3 separate regions of the Mus musculus genome follow, and regions 1 and 2 are each linked to region 3. A link is a contact called in public HiChIP or PLAC-seq data. All regions are on one chromosome and are shown on one strand. Each heading gives the region's core, a stretch centred on a gene start, on an enhancer-like site or on the middle of the called end of the contact. The rest is flanking DNA. Distances are from core to core; before and after follow the strand shown. Region 1 overlaps Vps53 (VPS53 GARP complex subunit). Region 2 overlaps Vps53 (VPS53 GARP complex subunit). Region 3 holds the start of Doc2b (double C2, beta).

Region 1 (4,582 bases), core at 1,262-3,761, 320 kb after region 3:
AAAAAGAGTGATGGTTTTAAAAAGCACGTCCAGGTTCTAAACTGATTTGTTTCACTGATGGCCAATCACACAGCCAGCCAAAGGTGAAGTAATTATGGTAATGGCTCCATGACCGGAAGAGTTGATGTGGGAGAGGCTGTCAGGATACAGCAGCTAAGAAGGCCTTGTTTACTACCAATGCAACTAGATCTTACGGACCAGCCAGTACATCCTGGACATACTGCTGACCATGGTCCCTACAGTACAGAGAGGTTTAGAACCTCTTGGTTTAGCAAGCTAGCCTGATGGCTTGGGAGACATTACTCAACTCTACCCAAAAAGCAATGGACTTGAGTCAGGATGAGCGTAAGTTCTTCTGAAGCTCTCCTCATTGTTTCTGTCCATTCTGTAAGTCTCGACTAACGTGCAGGTGTCACTCAAGGGGCCTGAGCCCAAACTGTTACAATTACCTGCTCCATTCTAAATGGCTGCTCTGCTGATCTCTGGATATACTGAATGTTTAACTCTGGCTTCAGGATGAAAATGTGTCAGCTCACTAACAAGTCCTGGAGACCAACACCTCGAGGCGCAGGGGCTCGAACTCTCTTCTTTACAGAGCATTTACTAGAGTACCTTGGTTGTCTTAGTTACATGTCTATTGTGAAGAGACACTCTAACCAAGGCAATGCCTAGAACAAAGAGTTTGTTGGGGCCCATGGGTCCAGCAGCAGCTGGGCAGGCCAGGCACTGGGGCAGTGGTTGAGACTTTACATCTTTATCCAAGAGTAGGAGGCAGAGAGAGAGAGAGACAGAGAGAGACAGAGAGACAGAGAGACAGAGAGAGACAGAGACAGAGAGACAGAGAGATCCAGGAATGGTGCTAGCTTTTTTTTTGTTTGTTTTGTTTTGTTTTGATTTTTTCGAGACAGGGTTTCTCTGTATAGCCCTGGCTGTCCTGGAACTCACTCTGTAGACCAGGCTGGCCTAGAACTCAGAAATCCGCCTGCCTCTGCCTCCCGAGTGCTGGGATTAAAGACGTGCACCACCACGTCCAGCAGTGCTAGCTTTTGAAACCACAAAACCCTCCTAAAACCACAAAACTGGCATACCTCTTAATCCTTCAAAACATTTCTACCAACTGGGGAACAGTATTCAAGCACATGAGCCTATGGGAGCCACTCTTATTCAAACTACCACACTTGGACACTTTATTTTCTTAAAAAAAAAAAATTTTTTTTTTGAGACAAGATTTCTCTGTGTAGTCCTGGCTGGTCTCGAACTCAGAGATCCACTCATAGGGTATATCTCCTGTGCAGTCCACACTGGCCTAGAACTCACTGTGTAGTCCAAGCTAACTCATGATCCTTCTGCTTCAATCTCCAGGATGCTGGGGTGGTAGGCATACCCACCAATCAATACTTTAAAAAAATTCTTGGTTCGACTTTGCAAACCTTGTAAATTAGTATTGCAAGGACTTGTAGAAAAAAATCAATAGCCTTTTAAAATGGAAAAAGAAAACTTTTAACAATTCCCCATCAGGAAACAGCCAGGAAAGGTAATAAAGCCAACAAATCCTTTTAACATCATACTCAACTGGGACCTAGGAGAGAGAGTAGAAGGGCCATAGCTAGATGATGGGCAAACAGTAAGACAATCTTCACTCGTATCCTTCTGAAGCATCGTGCAATGGGATGGAGCAGAGAACACAGAAAGGCAGTCGCCTAGGAAGACAACTGTTCAAACCTAGCCACTAACTTGAAAAAGTAGCTACTAGCCAGGCACCCTCTTTCTGCTTCTCAGAATTCCCTTTTCCTATAGGGCCAACGAGAACATGGCTTTCCAGTCTCTTCCTTTCCTGAGTCACATCAGGTGACCAGCGAGATGAGGGTCTCCAAGTAAAGGCCTCACAAATCATCATATTCCTGGCAGTCAGCTGCAAAGCACGAAGGCGGTAAGGTCAGGAGCTGGTCTATAGAAAGCAATCTCAAAGCCAGGGCTGCCATCCCCACCTATTTCCTCAAATGTAGCACAGAGGGAAAGCGATTAAGATATTTCCAGTTATTGAATTACAGAGCAGATTCAGGAAATGCTCCTTGGCTCCCAAGCGAATGTATATCCATCCCCATCTCCACCCACAAAGCCCGGAGAGGAATGTGGCTAGCCGAGGAATGCTGCTGGCCGGGTGCTCTGCTTCACTTCTGCCTTCAACAATGCTTTCTCTTGAAATAGCTCAAATAATAGAGAAAACAAGCCTCTGCGGGTTCTGTCCTACCCGACACATGCAAAGCATTAAGATGACATCTGCTGCAGTGTGAAGGATGGGGCTAATAGCAGCACAGTGACAGCCAGGGGAGGGGAGCCCGAGTGAGACATGGACCCAGCAGCTCCCAGGCGAAGCCTGTAGGCTTCACAGACACAACAGAGACAACTCCACCACCAGCGAGCTCGAAAATCCCAGGGACAAGGATTCCCATCATTAAAAGTGAGTCTCTGGACTCTGTCATGAGAGTTACATAAGCTCCCAGACATGCCTCCCAGTTGTCTTTTCACCAAACCAAAACCAGTGTTATGTAACAATCCTAAGAACATTAGGGTTTAAAGTTTGTTTGTTTGGTTCTTTTTTTTTTTTTTTTAAAAAGAAAAAAAAACACACAGCTATGTGGGTGGGGGGAGTGAGTTTATTGGGCAGACAAGCTACAAGACTTGACACACATTAAATTAAACCAAATGAATGCCCATTTATTTTTCCCAGAGAGAGGGTCTCATGTAGCCCAGGTTGCCTCAAACTCACTATGTAGGAAAGGATGAATTCCAACTCTGATTCTCTTGCCTCCACCTTCCTAGGGCTTGGATTACAGACGTGAATCACCACACCCAACTTATTTGGGGTTAATGATCAAACCCAGGCCTCAGGCATGCTTAGGTAAGTATTCTACCAACCAACATTCCTGGCCTGAGTCCTCTTTCTGATGCTAGAAGGACAGACAAACAATCGGCATTGTATCAAGACACATAAAACAGGCTCATCTGAGTCGGCAGACCCTTGGCCTGTGCCAGCCAACACTTGTGGGTGATACAACATGAGTTATCACTCGGGTACCTCATTCTCCCTGCAGGGAGTGTGAACACAGTGATAATATCAGAGGCAAAATACAAACCAATACCTTGGTACCCTGCGAAGGAAATGCTTCTTCAAAGTCAGCCAGGATTTGCTGTCCTAACTCTGTCTGTGCAGCCTTCACCCTGTGGGAGGGAGAAGGGACTGTATTAATGACTGGCGCCATTTTCAAATCCTCATATACAAGTGTGCATGGACCCACAGGGTCAGGAACTATGGCGGTCTCTATGTCTGTGCAGGTAATTACCTGGGAATGAAAAGGTATAGACAGCTGGGAAAGAGATATCACACAGAAGCAGGGTTATGATCAGCATTTCAGGATGTGTTATTTTACTTTTTTATTTTTTATTTTTAGTTTTAGTGCTAGGGATTGAACCTATGCCTTGGGCATGGGAGGCAAGTGCTCTGTCACTGAGCATACTGCCAGCCCTTCAGGACACAGTTCTAGGTCACTCTTCCCTACTGTGAGGTATCTAGATTGAACGTGTATAACATTTCATGGAAATATAACAGCAGCCTGACCAAACACAAACCTATTGTGTCACTGGAACAACTGTTTCCTGTTCTGTGGGACACAGGCTTAGAAGAGTGCTTCAGACTGTTTCAGTGTGGTTTATATTTGCTTTTCATAATATTTTAATATAATATGTTAATTTTTAAAATACTTTAAAACAACAAAAAGAGTGTTCTCTAAGGTAAAAGAAAAAAGAGCGAGATGACCAGTGAACGGTTCTTTGTAAGTGAAGGGCATTATTAACTTCGAAGGGCATAATCCCAGCACTGAAAAGGTAGAAGCAGAGGATCACAAGTTCAAAGCCAGAGTGAGATGCATAAGAGCATGTCTCACAAAGCAAAACAAAACAAGACAGGCAAAACAAGCAATAGGCACTGGATGAAGATTTAACTTCAAGAGAATAAAACTGAACTGTAAGGAAAACTAAGCAGAAGGATGGGGTGGGCTGGTTCTTGATGGTGTCTGCAGGATTGCAGGGTGATCAGGAACGATGCAGCATGAATGGTGGATGAAGGGGAAGGAGACAGTGCTGGAGTGAAACAGGACGTGCGCATCAGCAAGCACTGTGATCATGTCATGTCCTCCTTGTCCTGACAGCTGCCTCGCCTCATGATACCTGGCTTGTCCCAGCCAGAAACAGAGCTAAAGAGTGAGGCTCTTGAGCAGCTGTTGAACTTCCCTGAGCCTGAGGTAAAGACTTGCTTTGCTAAAAGCACCATGAAACAGCATGCCTCCTTTCTTGGACTCCACCCTGAAACTTCTGGATTGATTTACAAAGTTTCTAGCAATAGTGAACTTGAAACCACAATTTCTTTGGCTACTTAGGAGAACCTGGCAAGGGGCTGAGATTTTATTTTTAACGAGAGGATAGGCATGACCCAGAACACTCAGTTTCTTCCTGTGGCACAGTTATAATCATGCCTGATTCCAAATACTTTCCAGGGTTTTTCCACTATCTTCAAATGTTCCAA
Region 2 (4,180 bases), core at 415-2,914, 300 kb after region 3:
GGGCATAATGGCTCATGTCTTTAATACCAGGTAGATCTCTGTGAGTTCAAGGCCAGCCTGGTCTACAGAGCAAGCTCTAAAACAGCCAGGGCTACACAGAGAGATCCTATCTCAAAAAAAAAACATTTAAAAATTAATTTTCAATAAAAATTAAATATTGCTGGGTGTGATGGCTCATGCTTTTAATCCCAGCATTTGGTAGGCAGATGAAGGAAAAGCTCTGAGTTCTGGGCTAGCCAAGGGTACAGAAAAGGGGGAAGGTGAGAAGGGGACCTTTACAACTTTATATACACCCAGTAATTTTCTCTTTCACATCTAGTAACTTTCATGTTTTTAAATTTTAGGCCAGATTTCTTAAAAATTCTGGTTCTGTTTTTGTTTTTTAAGACAAAGAGCTTCATTCTATATCCTAGAAAATCCTTCTGCTTCTACCTCCTAAGTACTGAAATACCAGGGATATCCCATTACACCTGCTCAAAACTCCGGTCCTTCTTAAGGATAAATATCCACCAGATCTTGTGTATCTTACCATGTGGAAACTCCCACCAATGCTGGGCCCTGGAGAGGACTTGGAGAGAGTCTCTGGGAAAGCACAGGGCTTTACCCAGCCCACAGCTGCTCACCTCAGAGCACGGGCGCCAGGAGCTGGTCTCTGTTTCTTCTAGGTTAACACAGATGACCCATCATGAAGGCTGTGAGGAGTATGTGTGTGCATATGTGTGTTCACCCATGTGTGTGTGTGTGTGTGTGTGTGTGTGTGTGTGTGTGTGTGTGTGTGTGAGAGAGAGAGAGAGAGAGAGAGAGAGAGAGAGAGAGAGAGAGAGATCCTGAGCACACAGTGTAGTTAACAGCTGGCTAATACAGGCTTCTCCAGCTGACCCCAACAATGCATCTTCACATGGGTCCTGGGGGTTGAGCTCAATTAGTCAGGCTTGTACAGAAGCACTTTTTCCTGCCTCAGCCTTCCAAGAAGGGGCGCAAGTTTATGCTGCTTTGCCTGGCAAAATATAGTTTAATTAACAAGTGGTTCCAAAGACTGGATCTTGTATATGAAGACATTTTAGGAATATCTTAATCTGTGGTTTTGCTTATAGTTTCCTAACTGTGTACAAAACAACATATGGTTTTAAACACATGTCTGACAAGTCTAAAGGCTCCTTGGTGAGTATAAAATACAGATCTGTACTTGGGAGAACATGGCTTTGTGATGCTCTAACAAGGTCATCTAGACTGATGTTCATGGGTCTTTCCATGGTGAGGCTCCACAGAATATACAGAAGCTGCATCAGCAGACAGGCAGGTGCCCCAAGTCTACCTTGGGTGACTGATCTATCTCTGCCTTGTCTGTCATTAGTCCTGTCACCACAGTGCCTAGTTCCTGTTGATGTATTTTATGAGTTGAAGCATGGCAGGGATAACAAGAGGCACTGCCCAGGTTTCTTTCTCTTACCACTTTTCCACAGGGCTGCCCTGGCCCATGGCTGCTCTATGAATGTGCTCATGTTTAGTGAGTAGGTGCTGGAATTTCAGCTCACACTGGTGTCTCCCTTTGCACCAGGCAGCTCCCCGAAGAGCTGATCCTCAGCTTAAAGAATACACTAAGTCATTTAGCAGTAGCACTCAGGCTGGACTGCTGAGTGTGTGAATTCTGTCCAAGAGCTGCAGATGTTTAAGCTATTTCCTCCCGGAGTTTGATGGAATAATAAAAGGTTACTGTTGTCACAGTAAGGAGGTCTGCAGCTGGCCCCATTTCCTTTTATTACTATCCAATGTAAACAGATTAAATCTAACTGCTTGGATCACCAGAAGGGTACATTTGCAAACCAGAAATTCCTGATTTCTTCTCTCTCCTCCTGTGCCCTCAGTCCCTTTTCAAATGTTCTTTTTATATTACTGGGAATATCTTGGCAACTAGGCACTCAGGTCTTCTCATGAAGTAGACACTACTTTTTCAAGTTCACACTCCTTTCTCAGCAGCTAGACACAAACTGCAACAGGGAGCAAGAAGTGACCTTGACCCTGGGAGCCAACTGCCTACTGGCTGGAGCAAGGAGACGGCTCAAGTAACGAAGGACAACAGAAGGGGATCCCTGCTAATGCTGTGGAGTCTCTTCCCTGCACCCCAAGAGCTCCTGTTCTTCCAGTACATAAAACTCCAGAAGCCAACTGGCTGCTGGGAAGGCATCTGAGAGTCCATCTAGCAAGCCAGAGGTGTGAGTAACATATGGGGGGCATTAGTCACTGTGTGAGTGTTACTACTAATAAAGAACAGCCTTAAATGACAGGGACATCACCTAGATCAGAATTTGTTATTAGTTTTGTTTTGTTTTGTTTTGTTTTGTTTTATTTAAACACATGTAAAACTTTAGGTGTAAAACAAGCTTGGCCTGGAGGTCCACACACAAAGTAACTGAGAATGGAGCTGCTATAGCTGCAGGGACCTTGGTTTCTTTCTCTCCCAACTCCCCAAGGACCATCAAAGAACACAGCATGAAGGTCACAATATGACAGCATGGAGGCTGAGAGAGCCTAAAACCTACCTAAGGCCAGCACCTGTGAGCAGCCCTGAGCAGCAGACACAGGCCCCGAATTCTCATCACTGCAGAGTCCTGCTTTCCCCTGCCTGCTCGTCCAGGATCAGTCATCACTGTCCTTGGAACCTGCAGGTCTTGGTCTTACAACAGTCACTTCAAGCTTTCATGAAGAGGAAAAAATTTCAAGACAAAACCAAAGTCATATTTTATCCAGCAAAAGGGTGCAAAGGTAATGAAGGGACTCTGCTGACTCAGTGTAATGGCACCCAGAGGTAACCAGCTAACACAGAGCACTGAGTGCTCAAACTGCATGGCCCTAATCAATCAAGGCAAAGGCAGCTTATAGCTTGGGGAGGCAGGAAGGCCCCATACAAAGCATGACTGCACAAGGCATGTTTCTACTAAGCAGGTGGCCCAGTGGAATTTACCAAAAAAATTGAAGCCCCTCCAATCTGAGTCCTTGCTCCCACTCTGAGAACTGCACTGGGGTCAGAAGCAATATCCCCTTGTCTGTGCTACCTAATAATACTACAGCTTTAAACAAGCTACAGCTAGCCCCACTTTTCTGGGATAGACTCACAGCAACTCTCAGTTCTTCCTGATTACTTTTGCCCATAAACTTCACTTCTATGGTCTTCACTTTTTAATAAGACATGAAGTGTGTATGGGGGGGAGGTGCTAGGAAAGGAATTCAAGTTTCCATCTGCTAGACCTGGCTGCTAGTCCCACCCCTCCACTTCCAAACTTATAGCCCTGTGTGATCGAGCTGGTGAGCCTCTCTGAGCTGTACTTTCATCACCTGTAAACGAGAGGGACACATAGTGAAAGTGAAATGAAAGAAAGCGTGTAAAGATTTTGAAATTATAAAGTGCCTTAAATGTGAGGTACCTGTGTTATTACAATTACTTAATCAATGGAACAGACACATTTAATGGCTTCTAGGAATTCTGCTGTCTGACTCCTGTCAGAATTCACCCAACCTTGCCACTTGGAATGCAGAGCTAGCTGCACACTGTGTGGCTGTATTTCCTCAAGCTGGCCTCCCAGCCACCTCCCTTTGGCTGGTGTCTGGAGAGAAACAATGCCACCCAATAACCCTCTAGCAGCCAAGTGTAGAGCATGAAAGAGAAGGAGCTCTAATCCAGAAAGGAAACAGCTGACTTACTGCTCTAGCATCTCCTGTCATAAAATAGCAATGAAACAAAAACACCATTCTGTAGGAAGAAGGAACAGGAAATTTTGAGCTGGACAGAAAGTGCTGAAGGAAATTAAAAGTGCTGGTGTGCTCTGAAAAGAAACTCCAAAGGCTCTGCTGGTCACCCTGATGTTTCCAAGGCCTCCCCATTGGCTTCCAATTGGCTAGCTCTGTGCAGAGGGCTCTTCCAGCCCGGGGATGGCATAGCTAACCTCAGAGTATCTTGCATTATCACAGTACTGGAGGAGAGGAAGGGAGCTGCCTGACAGCCCCAGAAGATGCTGAACAAGACAGAACTATAACTGGGCAGCCCTGTGCACAGGCTGCGGCAAGCATGTGGTGCTACATGCTGAGTGGAGGCTCTTCTGCAACACATCAGGGCAGGAACATGGTTCTTCGTCATCTGATTGCGTCCTTATACGAGGCCTTCTGTAAGTCATGATCTCTGAGT
Region 3 (4,653 bases), core at 1,641-4,140:
GCTTTGGGGTCTGCATTCCCTCTGCACATGGGCAGCAGGTAGCTTGGGATACCTGGGAGCTGGGGCCTTGAGTGATGCTGTGTGTTCTTCCCTGGCCTCCTAAGCTCAGTAGGGAATGAGGTGTGTGTGTGTGTGTGTCTGTGTGTGTGTGTGTGTGTGTGTGTGTGTGTGTGTGTGTGTGTGTGTTCATGTGCCCATACTTGCATACTTTGTAGTGACAGGCAAGGGAGGGGCTTTAAAGAGGAGAACATGGCTAAGCAAACAGGCTGTTTTTGCGCCTCTGCTTGGACAACAGAGCAACCGCCCTCATTTCTTTTTGTCCGAACAGATAATCCAATAATTAGAGCAGCAAATAGCATAACCCTGGCTAAAGCCATAATGAACCATCTGGCTTGAATCACTTAGGCTTATTCTAAGAGATCTGGTTGTCAGAGCTCAGAGGGTGCACAGCCTTGGGTGCCAGGTACAGGGTGGTCCTGCTCAGGGTCTCCTCACCTGTGAGAGCTACAATCCTCGTGCTCTTAGCCCCAATGAGATGCCCAGCTTCATACCCACTTCCCGGCTCTGCAAGCTCCAGGCCTCTTCTCCACACTTGTTAGTGTAGCATAGTCGTCTGGGTGTGGCCAGCCCCCAGTTTCAGTTGAGAAAGCTGTATCTAGGATCCAACTCATGTGAACCTGTCTCCAGGGAGGACACCTGTGGCCTGAGCCCAGGGACACAGCATGGTTCTGTTTGCCCCACTCCCAGCTGTTCAAAGAGTGTCCTGAAAACACCGGAGTTGACAGACAGGAGGTGGGGCTTCTGGCTTGCTTTATTCTTTCTGGTGGGTTTCCTCCCTCTTGGTCTTATGTCATCCCTTGAGCTGCTATGGCACCTGGAGAGTGGCCTGTGGCTCAGGCACAATCTTTGTCCACCTGCTCACTCCCTCACCTGCAGAGAGAATGCTGGAAATGGGAATCACTTCTATCCTCTCTTCCCAGGATGACTCTGGATCCCCCAAGGGGGCTAACTGTGGTCTTACTTAGAGCCTCCCTAGAGGGCAGCCAGCCTGGATCCTTGCACAGAGTGCCAGGAATTGGGCAGAAAGTAAATCCAGGGCGCAGCTCTGAAGATTTTAATAAATTCAGCCCACCTAGTTTCCCTCAACCTGCAGGACAGCAGAGGGCAAGGCCTGCTCCCCAGCCTTTATGCTTGTGGGTAGGTTCTCCATATGCCCTGAGTTAGGGGGTCCAGGTCTAGAACGCACACAAAAGGCAGTGTTCCAGCTCAGGCTTGATCCACCTCTGTTGATGGGCTCTCTAAAGTGAACAGTGGAGTCTGTTCCCAGGGTGACACTGTGAACTCCCATCCTTAGCGTCCAGAGGCACATGGTATGCTGGGGAACAGTCAGCCCCTAGCCCAGAGGCCCTGGGGAACGCCCAGACAAGGCATAACTACCAATGTTGCACGGAGGAGGGGCTGCTTTTGCCTTGGGCAAGCTGGGATGGGTCCCCCCAATCCCATGGGCCCATGGCATCTATGACTAGGTTCTGAGGCTGGCTTTGTTTTTTTTTTTTTTTCTAAGTGAAACAGGGTGACAGCTGGGCTGGGGCCCTTCCATGTAGTCACCCCAGCCGCAGCCACAGCCCTCAGCAAATTCACGGGACAGGTGATGTGACTTCTTCCCTCCTTGGCTTCCTGGATGGTCCCTGGTGGGCAGGGTTAGGCATCCTCAGGGACCACACAAGCCACCAGGAGAGGTCCTGGCCTGGCTCGGGAGACCCTGGTGTCTGTTGTCTCCCTGGGGCTGAGTCCGAGAGGAGGGGGCGCGGCTGGGGACCCTCCTGACCGGGGAAGCCGGCGTAACAGGTGGGCGAAGGTCCACGGCCAGGGCCGGCGGGGTCCGCAGATGCGGGAGGAGGAACCGCCAAGGTTTTTCCAAAGGACAAGCGGCCCCGCGGTCCTGGTTCTCGGCCCGCGCACCAGCAGAGCCGTGGCGCGGTGCGGGCCGCCGGGCCCGCCCCAGCTACCGCAGGGTCCCCAGCTCTCCGGGTGGACACCCCGGGACAGCCCGCACAGGGCTCTGGGGCCTGGCGCAACCGCGCGGCCCGCAGCAACTGGTGTCTCTCCGGGGCGCAGCTCCGCCCTTCCCGGGAACAAAAGCCGCCGCCCGCGCAGGAGCTCCTGGCGCGCGGGCCGAGAAGGGGTGCGGGGCGCGCCTCGGGGAGCGGAGGCCTGGAAACGGGGCGCCCCAGAGGACGCCCCCAAACTTCCCAGCTCTCCCGTGCGGTTGTTCCGGGCGGCGGCGGCGCTTGCCCTGCGGGGACCCGGGTGCGGGGAGGGGGCGAGCGGCCGGCGACTGGGAAACTTACTGCAGTCGTCTGACTCGTAGCCGTCGACGTCCGGCTCGTCCTCGGGGGGCTTGGCGGGCGGCCTCGCGGGGCTGGGGCCGGGGCTGGGGCCTGGGCTGGCTCCGTAGGCTCCGAAGAGCTGGTCCACATCTTCGTCGTCGTCGCGGGCGCCGTCGGAGGGGCTGCGGGGGCTGGCGCTGGCTGCGGGAGAGCGCGCGGGGGCGTCCGGGGGCGCGGGGGCGCGGGGCGCGGCGGTAGGGGGGAGGCCCCGCGGGAAGCGGGGAAAATAATCGGAGATCTGCTTGATAGGCCGAATGGGGCCGGGACACACGTCGATGGCCATATGCTCCTGGATGCTGATGGTCGCCTTCTCCCCGCGCCGCCGGAGGGTCATGCAGGCAGCGCCGCGGCGCGCGGCCCGGCCCGGCCCGGTGTGACCCCGGCCCGGGGGCAAGTCAGCGGGTCCCGCGGGGCGCTGCGGGGGCTGCGGTCATCGCCAGCGTGGCCCCCGGACGGCCCTGACGCGGCTGCTGCCTGCTCGGCGGCGGCCGGTGCGAGTGAGTGCGGGGCCGGCAGCAGGGGGCGGGCCCAGCCCGCGTCACCCGGCAGCAACCAAGCGGTGAGTGTGCGGGCTGCGCGCGCGGGCGGGCGGGCTGGCGGGCACGGAGAGAGCGAGGGAGCGAGCGAGCCAGGAGAGCAACCACTTCCTCGCGCTCACACGGCGCGCTCACACACGCGGGAGACGCGCAGGGCCACTCGGAGCCTTTGCCTCACTTAGGCTCGCAGACTGGGTGCCAGCCCATGAGGGGCTGCATTCCACTCTCGTGCAGACACACACAGACACACAAATGTGTGTAGAGACACTCAGTGGAAAAGATCACCCATTCCGGGCTCCAGGCTACAGACACATGCACTGGTGGATGCTAAGGCATGGTGCACCTCCCCAGCATGCAAAATACATACAAGAGACACATGTTCGCAAGGATGCCCAGGGCAGTCTTCCGTGCTGGGCTCAACTCACAGAACCCATAATAGCCATAGAAGCCATTTGGGGATGTGGATAGGAACTCCTCAAAAAATCCCCTCCTTTGTAGAGGCAGGTAGGTAGGCCACAGGATTACCCTGCCAGGGAACAGGCTGTTTACTTCCTAGCAGGACAAGTGTACCCTGGGCTGTCCCAGGACACTGCTGGGACAGTCTGCTTACTTCCTCTCAGGTCACATGTAAACAGGAGCGTCTATGACCTGGGCCAGACTCCTCACTCAGTCCCTGAGTGGCTTAAAAGACCCAGAAGAACAGGCTGGGTGAGAACTTGGACCGGGGCATGGTCAGGATGGACAGAGGGAAGCAGGCCAGGCCAGGGATCTCCTGGGGTGATGACTGAGTTCAGGTGTAAAGGCAAGGTGCTGCCTGGCCCACACTTGTGCCTCCCATGCCAGGCAAATCCCTGCCGCAGTTCAGGGAACAGCTGTGCTGGGAGCAGGCTGCTGCGTGTGCAGATGCATCTCCAGTAAGCCCTGGGCCGGCGAGGATGGAACCCTGTTTACTCTGGTTTTCACTGACGCGTGGGAGAGGCTTATCATTTTTGGCTGTGTCCCTCTTTTGTCAAGGTTCTCAACCCATGGGCTGTGACCCCTTGGCGGACTGTCGATTTCGACCATGGGAAAACACAGAGATTTACATGGCAATTTATAACAGTAGGAAACTTACGCTTATGAAGTGGCAATGAAAATAATTTTACGGTTGGGAGTTGCCACAACACAAGGAACTGTATTGAAGGGTCGCAGCATTAGGAAGGTTGAGACCCACTGCCCTACTGAGTCTAATATGAGAGTGTCAACCCAGAACAGGCTGGGTGAGGACTTGGACTGGGGCATGGTCAGGATGAACAGAGGGAAGCAGGCCAGGACAGGGATCTCCTGGGATGATGACTGATGCAAGGTGAGGGCTGGAGCTAGGAGAGGAGAGGGCCTTCCCTGTTGCTCTCAGTTGCATCATTCAGGTGGGGTCATTGGAGCCCCTGTGTCTCAGTTTTCTCATCTGTCAAATGGGACTAATTCTGATTTCCCAGCAGTGTGGGGAGGCCCTCCATGAGCCTTGAGTATGACAAGATGACATGACTTCCTCATGATTCCTCCTTCCTGTTAGAGACTAGACTCACTGAGAAGAATGGAGAATTGTGTGGTTTCTTTCCCTTCTTTTTGGTTTTCCTGTTTTCTTTGTGGGACTGTGAGTTGAACCTGGGCTCTCTCATACACATTAGGCACACTCTAACCACTAAGCTGGACACCCCAGCCCTCTGTAGTTTTTATTCTGAGAAAGG

What was found. HiChIP or PLAC-seq counts read pairs in DNA pulled down with a chosen protein or histone mark.
Region 1: a contact with region 3 is called in an H3K4me3 HiChIP or PLAC-seq map of embryonic forebrain, with 4 times the contacts expected there. The contact joins the enhancer-like site here to the promoter of Doc2b in region 3. A contact is called at or near these places in 12 of 39 promoter capture datasets (the C10 cell line, the HPC-7 cell line, cranial neural crest and 9 more), 4 of 115 datasets of contacts at active chromatin or transcription factors (embryonic basal ganglia, embryonic forebrain, forebrain and 1 more) and 1 of 9 other capture datasets (embryonic stem cells).
Region 2: a contact with region 3 is called in an H3K4me3 HiChIP or PLAC-seq map of embryonic limb bud, with 4 times the contacts expected there. The contact joins the enhancer-like site here to the promoter of Doc2b in region 3. A contact is called at or near these places in 15 of 39 promoter capture datasets (the C10 cell line, the HPC-7 cell line, HPC-7-derived erythroid cells and 11 more), 4 of 15 datasets of contacts at CTCF or cohesin (the NIH/3T3 cell line, large pre-B cells, pro-B cells and 1 more), 24 of 484 Hi-C or Micro-C datasets (B cells, the C2C12 cell line, the C3H10T1/2 cell line and 18 more), 6 of 115 datasets of contacts at active chromatin or transcription factors (T-cell acute lymphoblastic leukemia, embryonic basal ganglia, embryonic forebrain and 3 more) and 3 of 9 other capture datasets (adipose tissue, liver and pancreatic islet).

Annotation. Positions count from the first base shown.
Region 1 is chr11:76,118,375-76,122,956 of GRCm38.p6, forward strand. It overlaps Vps53 (VPS53 GARP complex subunit), which reads right to left. Exons shown (of 22, transcript NM_026664.4): 8 at 3,144-3,222. Among named protein-coding and RNA genes, the nearest start is that of Gm46252, 30 kb to the right of the region's middle. Within about 2 kb of position 2,512, at least 49 of the 459 cell types and tissues checked have an H3K27ac peak or open chromatin away from gene starts, as enhancers often do. A contact at or near this core is called in hippocampal neurons, where this site is marked.
Region 2 is chr11:76,097,722-76,101,901 of GRCm38.p6, forward strand. All of the region lies in intron 12 of Vps53 (VPS53 GARP complex subunit), which reads right to left. Among named protein-coding and RNA genes, the nearest start is that of Gm46252, 51 kb to the right of the region's middle. Within about 2 kb of position 1,665, at least 37 of the 459 cell types and tissues checked have an H3K27ac peak or open chromatin away from gene starts, as enhancers often do. A contact at or near this core is called in embryonic limb bud, where this site is marked.
Region 3 is chr11:75,793,170-75,797,822 of GRCm38.p6, forward strand. Doc2b (double C2, beta) reads right to left here and starts at 2,891. Exons shown (of 9, transcript NM_007873.3): 1 at 2,352-2,891. The coding sequence starts at 2,724. Gm12339 (predicted gene 12339) reads left to right here and starts at 2,640. Exons shown (of 4, transcript NR_136933.1): 1 at 2,640-2,949.